2 separate regions of the Mus musculus genome follow, and region 2 is linked to region 1. Evidence: chromatin contacts called from public Hi-C data. All regions are on one chromosome and are shown on one strand. Each heading gives the region's core, a stretch centred on a gene start, on an enhancer-like site or on the middle of the called end of the contact. The rest is flanking DNA. Distances are from core to core; before and after follow the strand shown. Region 1 overlaps Fstl4 (follistatin-like 4). Region 2 overlaps Fstl4 (follistatin-like 4).

Region 1 (3,689 bases), core at 407-2,906:
AAGAAGAAGAGGAAGACCCCTAGACAGATGCTCTGGAGAGAACACTCAGTTTTGGCCTTTAGCCTATAGTACTATGGAAAAGTAGCCATCAATGCTCTAAGCTTAGGGCAGGCCCAGGACACTACTGCAGGTACGGGACCAGACAAGGAAATTGTTCGGGGCCTTCTCCAGCTAGGGGCAGAGAGGAACAGAGAGATCAGTATCTCTGCGGGGCATGTGGCAGAAGACATTGGGATGTTAAGGAATATAGCAGCTCTATAGCAGCTCTATCAGCCAGCAAAAAAATTGGGGACTTTAGTCCTGTTGTCATGAGAGGCTGAAATCAGTCAGCACTCGGCAGTAGGGCACAGAGGTGAGCTTGCCCCTTGAACCTCGAGAAAGAGCCCACGGATGCCTAAGCCAAGAACAGCACTGAACTGGCCAAGACACTTATTAAACTAGAGCAGCTTCAAGAGCCCACGTTTGTGCTAGGTCCCCAAGTGTGTAGTCATCTGTCTGCAGGGCACAGAGAGCCCACGCTGAGACGAAGACAGGTCCATGACTCAAGGATCTCTTTACCCTGAAGGGCTGATGATTTAAAAGCAAATCAGATAATTTCAAGACATAAATCAAAACGATCACGGATAACTGCCTCTCACGGTTCCCAGGGAAAGGAAACCACACCCGACACCAGAAACAAATACAGAGGTTGGTCACAGACAACAGCATGCGGGTAAATATTTAACAATCTGTTATCTGTGAAAAGGAACAGGTCATTTTCAAAGCCCCGATTCATAGCACTTGCCAGTGACCATGTGTGAATGGCTCCTGGCATGGCCACATGCAAACAACAGGCTCAGAAAATTCCCAAAGATGGGGGGCAGTAAGCACCCGTGAGCCAGCAGGTGCTGGCTGCAGCACAAAGCTAAATGGCGAGAGCTGTCACCAACAGTTGACTTCAGATGAGCCCGGATGGATAGACACGAGGAGGGGCAGCCAAGACACATCCTACCTCCCCCTCCCAAAGTACAGAGGTGCTGCCTCCCTAGACCACCTCAGCCCAGACCGATTCAATCACTTGTTACTTCTTCTGATGTCTGCTTGCTGATCTCAAACTCTCAACCTTTCACCCAGAATACATGCTTCATTTCAGTCTGCAAAGACAAGACATCTTCTCTCCAACTCCACATCCAACTCAGCCCCCATCATCCCTTGGCCTCTGAAGACCTGGTCCTCCCATGTCTCCCTATTTCAGCATCTGGTGCTTCTGTCCAAAGGCAAACGGTAGGAATCTAGGACACAGCTCCAGTGTGGCTTTTTCTTTTCCTTTCCCCATTGCCAGTGAGGCACTGGGGTTCAACAGCGTGCTCCTCAAACACAGAAGAGCATAGATACTGACCGGCAGTTCTCCATCTATCTTATCCCAATCCTCCAGAATGGGTCATCTAGATTATAGTGGTGGCCTCCTGACTCAGCTCCTCATAGCCACTCATCTATCCCTATTCTGTACAATAGAATGACCACACAGAACTGCACACCTACTCTTTCCAGCCATATCCATGATTGAAACCTGCTTGTCAATTCTCTCATTCGAAGCCCCCTATCCTAGACCATAGCCACTCATGCAGTCCTTGCCACATCTCCTGTGTTACCTTGTTTCAGATATTTCCTCCTCCTGCCTGTGCGGTTGGCTTTTCCTTTCCACTTCCTCCTGCCTGAGCTCTTGGCCAACTCCCCTGCTGCTCTTCTCCAGGGCTCTGCCTGGTCAGCCAGGCCTCAGCTTTCAGCCCTGAGCATTAATAGCTAAGAATCTTTCTGATTTCCTAAGACTATTGGGTGCCCAGGACCCCCTGTTCATCTGCTTCACAGCTCTTATCCCAATTATAATCACTCATTTATAGAATAATTTAATGCCTACCCCCTCTCTGAAAAAAATATATTATATATATATATGTACATATATATGTATATATAGTTTATGTATGTGCCTGAGTGCATGCATGTGTATCATATGTGTACAACATCTATGGATATCAGAAGAGGGCATCAGCTCCTCTAAAACCAGAGTTACAGGCAGTTGTGAACTGGCCTGTGGAAGCTGGAAACCAAGTCTAGCAAATGCCCTTAGCCACTGAGTGGGATCCCCTTCTCTTGGATTGAAAGAGGGCATGGCACTGTAAGCCAAGCTGTTGCTTTGTTGTGGTGCTACGATGACTTTTCTCTGCAGAGGTCACATAAGAAATATAGAATTAAGTACAAAACCTGAAGTCAGATGGAAATATACAGAAAGATTTCAGTTGTGGAAACAATATAAATGTTTATTAGACTAGGCCGGGGACAGATAGAACGGCAACAAACACTAAGTCTTGTTGATGGGATACCAAGGAAAAGACAAGAGGGAGGAGAGGGTGTGTGTGTGTGTGTGTGTGTGTGTGTGTGTGTATTCATACGTATGGATGGGACTACATGCCATAGCATTTGTATGGAGGTCAGAGGACAAGCAAGGTGTCAGAACTTGCCATCCCTCTGGTTAAGACAGGGTCCCCTTGTTTTCTGCCTCACACTCCAGGCCAGCTGGCTCAGGCACTTTCAGGGACGCACCTGTTTCTGCCTCCCATCTCCCCATAGAAGTGTGGGGATTACAGAAGCTCACGCTGTGTGCTTGGCTTTTTCATAGGTTCTGGGGATTCAAACTCAGGATCTCACACTTGCATGGTAGCATTTTTATCCACTAAGCCATCTTCACTGTCCCACAACTAGTTCTGTCTTCCTCTGTCTATGAAGTTATGAATTCAGTTTTTTATAAGAAAGGGTTTTGTCTTTATAATCAGAAAAAAAAAGAGTATTATGTGAGGCATCACATCGAGGCTAAGGAACAGACGAATCTGTCCTGCCTTCATTCCACAGTGACCAGCAGGTCGCTCACTGGACACATGTGTCCTCCCAGCACACCTGTGGCGGCAGCAGGTTCCTGCAGGCAGACATCTGGGTCCCAGAAGGTACCTGTCACATTAGGTGCCTGAGACAAGATTTTCTTCCCCGAGTCTAACTGGGCCCCAATGACAAACAACAGGTACAGAAAGCCCAGCCTTGCAAATCTGCTTAATCAAAGCCCAAGGGAGAGCCTTTGCCATTAAGCAGGGTTTTTATTTCCTTCGGGATGAAGATATTTTAGAATAAATTTCTCTCTTATTCCAAAGAATGAATTCTTAAAAGAGAGGACACATTCCCTACACACATTGCCCACAGCTGCCTGGCTTTTTTTTTTTTTTTTTTTTACCAGTAGATGAGAAACAGCAACTCTACCATCTCTGTGATAAATTAAGGCTCCTACTAGCAGACGGAGCAACGGAAGGTTGTTTGTAACATTAATACTCCCGGGGCCTGAAATCACGGCATCGGGGCTGCATATCAACGTCTGGCAGAAACAAATCAGTTGCAAGATAAAATCCAATAAACTACATCTCTGCTCGATGCCCATCAAACATACCCATCTTACTTGCTTGGGAATATATCTTTCAGATTGGTTTATTTAAGGCGAGACAACTGCCAGATCCCAGACAGCGGGGCAGCTGGGCCGCCTGCCAATCCCAAGCAGGTGTGGGGTCTCTTCCTGGTGCTTGGAGAAAGACCTTTAGTTTCAGGAAGTCTTTATTAGAAGGGAAGTCATTGTGGCTATCACTCAAACTCACCTCTTTGGTAAAATGCTG
Region 2 (3,689 bases), core at 867-3,366, 150 kb before region 1:
CATACATTAGTTTCTACCCCCCCCCTTGTTTGTTTTATTCAAGACAGGGTTTCTCCATATAACCTTGGCTGTCCTGGAACTCACTCTGTAGACCAGGCTAGCTTCCAACTCACATAGATCTGCTTGCCTCTATCTGAGAGCTGGGATTAAAGGCGTGTGCCACCACTGCCCAGCTTAGAAGTTTCTTACACATATGGCAGGATGATCATTTACAACAGTGCAGCCATCTTCAGGATCCAAATATTGAGCCCAGGACTGCTTAGAAACTCCCCCTGGCTGAAGTTTGGGTGGATGTCCCTACAAAGCGGAATAAAGACGAGTCCACAGCCCTGTCTGGTGCTGTATGGGGTCACAGGTGCTGTTTCTGGAACTGTGTGGAAGATTTGGGCCAGAGGGTCTACCTGCAACCCAGAAGCACACATGGGGACAGCCACAGGGCAGCTTCTCAGTTTTCAAGAGATTTTTGAAAAGTAGCCTTGGGAAAGTTTATGTTTCATTTTATTCCTGTCAGACCCTGGGTTTTAGGGTATCCTAGGAAGGCCATTTCATCACCACAGTGTGCGACATTGTTCCGTCCCACTCTACAGTATGGAGGACCATTTAAACAGCTGCAGCATGTCCAAATTTTCTTTCCTTAGCTCTCCTGCGCCTGGAGGATGAAAGATGCTCAGAAGCATGCGGAGGCAGCGCTCCCCGCCGCTGTGGGGTTTTCTGCTGTCGACCACACCAGAAGTTTAGAATCAAACATCAGGAATGGAGAAAAGGAAAGGAAAGGCAATGGTTTTAAAGAGCCTGCCAAGCTCTGATCCTTGGGAGAGAACAAATCAAACAATCTCACTGGTGACAGGGATAGACCTGAATAGAAACCAAACACAATTTCACATTCCTCTTTGCTGGTCAGCTGGAATGCTGTTATCTGTGCTGTGTTATGGATAAACCCAAGCCCAACAAGCAGGATCAAGATGCTACTTTCTGAGAACTGCAGGAGCCTTTATCCTGCCCTGCCAGCCTTGTCTGGAGCACATTAGCTTCGTCCCATCAGGAATTTGGCGTTTTGACGCTGGCTCCTTGGAAGTGACTTTAAGCCTGGATATGTGTTCCCTGGTAAGATCACCTTTGTTGATCTTTGAGGTTTGGGCCATGCCACCTAGTTTTATTACACTTACAGTGTGATTATGGTGGAACACACATAGCAGGTAATACTAGCCCCATCTCTGACTGGGCTAGAGATTTGGTGTGTCTAGAGTCAGTCAGTTGATCTCCAATACAGTTTTCGAATACCTAGGCTCAGCTAAGCTTTCCTGGCTGGCACTGACCCGTGCATACTGGAGTCTTCTGTGGGTGGACTCAAATACTCCCAGTGACTGTCTGTAACTGGAAGTACCAAACTGTGTGTGCAAGCATTGCTGAACTGTGGCAGTCATTCTGAATGCTGAGGTAACTACTTATCAGGCAGGTGACATATATATATATGTATGTATATGTTTATATACATATACATACATACACACATATATATACATACTTCGGAGCTGCGGGACAAAGGGCTGGCATACATACTGAGTGTGATGCAGCAGGATGGTGTGAGGGTTACCATGCTACAAAAATGATGTAATTCTGGAGTTTTCTACAGCTTCCGAAGTTGGCTTTCAGTATATGAAATAGTGGGAGTTGAGGGCCGGGCAAGCTCAGGGGTGACCGTATTATCACGTACCATTACCAGAAGGAGAAAGTACCCTATGTACAACACACTCAAACTCTTGCACCCCGGCTGGGAAGCTTCTCTTCTCTGCTGTTTCTCTAGCATGTGCTAACGTGCCTGGATCTTGTGACATGGATTCAACTCAGGTCCTCCTGCTTACAAGGCAAGGACTTTGCCAACTGAGCCATGTCCCCAGCCCCTGTCTGGCCCATTGGAATTGCTCTTTTTATTTTTATTTTTTATTATTTTTAACCAAGAGAAGATCACTTGGCAGGCCAAGAGCTTTCTTGTGAAGGGGGATTTTCCAGCAGATGGATTCAGTTCTCATGGTGAGAAAAGTCAGTCTTGAGCCAAGATTGGTGGCTACCCCTGCTGGTGAGGGCAGGAAGCTATAGAGGCTGGCTTCTAGGATTGGCTTGGGTTCTGTACCCGCACATGGCCTGCCTCCAAAGCCATCCAAGGTAGCTCTTACTGTGCTCCTGTTAATCTCTTTGGATCTTTCAAAGTTCAGGATTCAGTTGGCATTTAGACTTGGCTCAAGGGAGTCAAGCCTTGTAATAAAGCAAGGAGCTCATTATTCAACGGCTGCTCTTTGCAATGGTATATCTTGCTAATCACCGAAGGCACATGGTCCTCTAGTTAATCACTGCCTGGACTCTCGGCTCCTCATAGGACCTTGGCTGAGATTCACATGGAGACGCCTAATGCCTAGCAGGGTCACAGAATACTACAACAGCAGGGGACTGAGAGGAAGGCAGGCTGACCCTGTGACTATGCAGGACAGAGGGAGGACACCCAGCAGGAAGTCGGTTTTGAGTCACAACCCAATGAGATCAGAATTCCAGGACATGGTACCCAGCCTCTTCATTCCCTGACCTACTTTGTTCTCTGTAAGATCTCCGTGTAAGACAGGCCCCATCTTGACTGGTGAGAGCCTGCTATATGGTATGTGTTTAGAAACCCCAGCCAGCACCCTAGGACCATACCCTTGTGATATTTATTTTTCTGTTTCAAATCTGTCATTGGGTCATTTGTCACCACCAGGGCTTAGATCAATTAACCTGGAAGAGTTCCACAGTTGAGACATTTCCTGGTGGTGGCAAAACCACAGGCCAGAGTCAGTGAGGTGGCTCAGTGGGTAAAGAGCTTGCTGCCAAACCTGATTACCTGGGCTCCATCCCTGGGATCCACATGGTAGAGGAAGAGAAGGAACTCTCAGAAGCTGTATTCTGGCTTACACACACACACACACACACACACACACTGTGGTATACACATAAATAAAAATATGATATAAATGTAAAGATATAACCAGTTATATCTCTTTATTTTAAGATTGAATTTCAAGTATTCCAGAATGGTATCAAACTCTGTAGCTGAAGAGGACCTTGAACTTATCTTCCTGTCTCTGTTTCGCTAGTGATGGGGCTATGGGCATGTAGCATCATGCCTGGTTTATGCAGTTCTGGGGTTCAAACCCAAGGCTTTGTGAATGCTAGGCAACTACTTTACCAACTACATCCTCAGGAGAGTCAGGTTTTAATGCTCCTTTGCTTAGCCAAGGTCACCATCTTCCCTTTTCTGGAAGCTTTCTGGTCACTCCAACTTTGACTGACTATCTTTTGATTCGGTACTGCGCATTTAGTCAGAGCTTGATACTCCTGATTATGTCCTGACACAGGGGTTCTCCAGGGCAGAGGAGGAACCAGGTGCTGCCCTGTGTTCCCAGCTGAGAGGCTCAGGCAAAGTATGTAGGATGATGGTGGCAGAAGGCATAGTTAGGAGGCTGAGCAGTGAGGGATACTCAGAGGAAGAGAAGACCTGTCCCAGCTCAGAAGAGAAAAAGGCAGGAGATGATTACAACCAGTCAGCCTGATGGTGGGACTGCATAGCCCTGCTTTCCAGGGCAGCCATGCAGAGCAGAGCCCTAGGATGGCTGGTCTGCAGGCAGCCCCAGGCTTGGCCTCTCTTGCCCTTCAATTGCAGA

The links. A called contact is a pair of places that touch in the nucleus more often than the background predicts.
Region 2: a Hi-C map of cerebellar granule neurons shows a contact between it and region 1, with 2.6 times the contacts expected there. The contact joins two enhancer-like sites. A contact is called at or near these places in 8 of 484 Hi-C or Micro-C datasets (the HPC-7 cell line, the N1E-115 cell line, cerebellar granule neurons and 3 more) and 2 of 115 datasets of contacts at active chromatin or transcription factors (T-cell acute lymphoblastic leukemia and double positive thymocytes).

What each region holds. Positions count from the first base shown.
Region 1 is chr11:52,878,163-52,881,851 of GRCm38.p6, reverse strand. The region is part of intron 3 of Fstl4 (follistatin-like 4); the gene reads right to left. Among named protein-coding and RNA genes, the nearest start is that of Fstl4, 120 kb to the right of the region's middle. RefSeq lists an enhancer at 3,349-3,689. Within about 2 kb of position 1,656, at least 6 of the 459 cell types and tissues checked have an H3K27ac peak or open chromatin away from gene starts, as enhancers often do. A contact at or near this core is called in cerebellar granule neurons, where this site is marked.
Region 2 is chr11:53,027,383-53,031,071 of GRCm38.p6, reverse strand. All of the region lies in intron 4 of Fstl4 (follistatin-like 4), which reads right to left. Among named protein-coding and RNA genes, the nearest start is that of Gm11186, 91 kb to the left of the region's middle. Within about 2 kb of position 2,116, at least 1 of the 459 cell types and tissues checked has an H3K27ac peak or open chromatin away from gene starts, as enhancers often do. A contact at or near this core is called in cerebellar granule neurons, where this site is marked.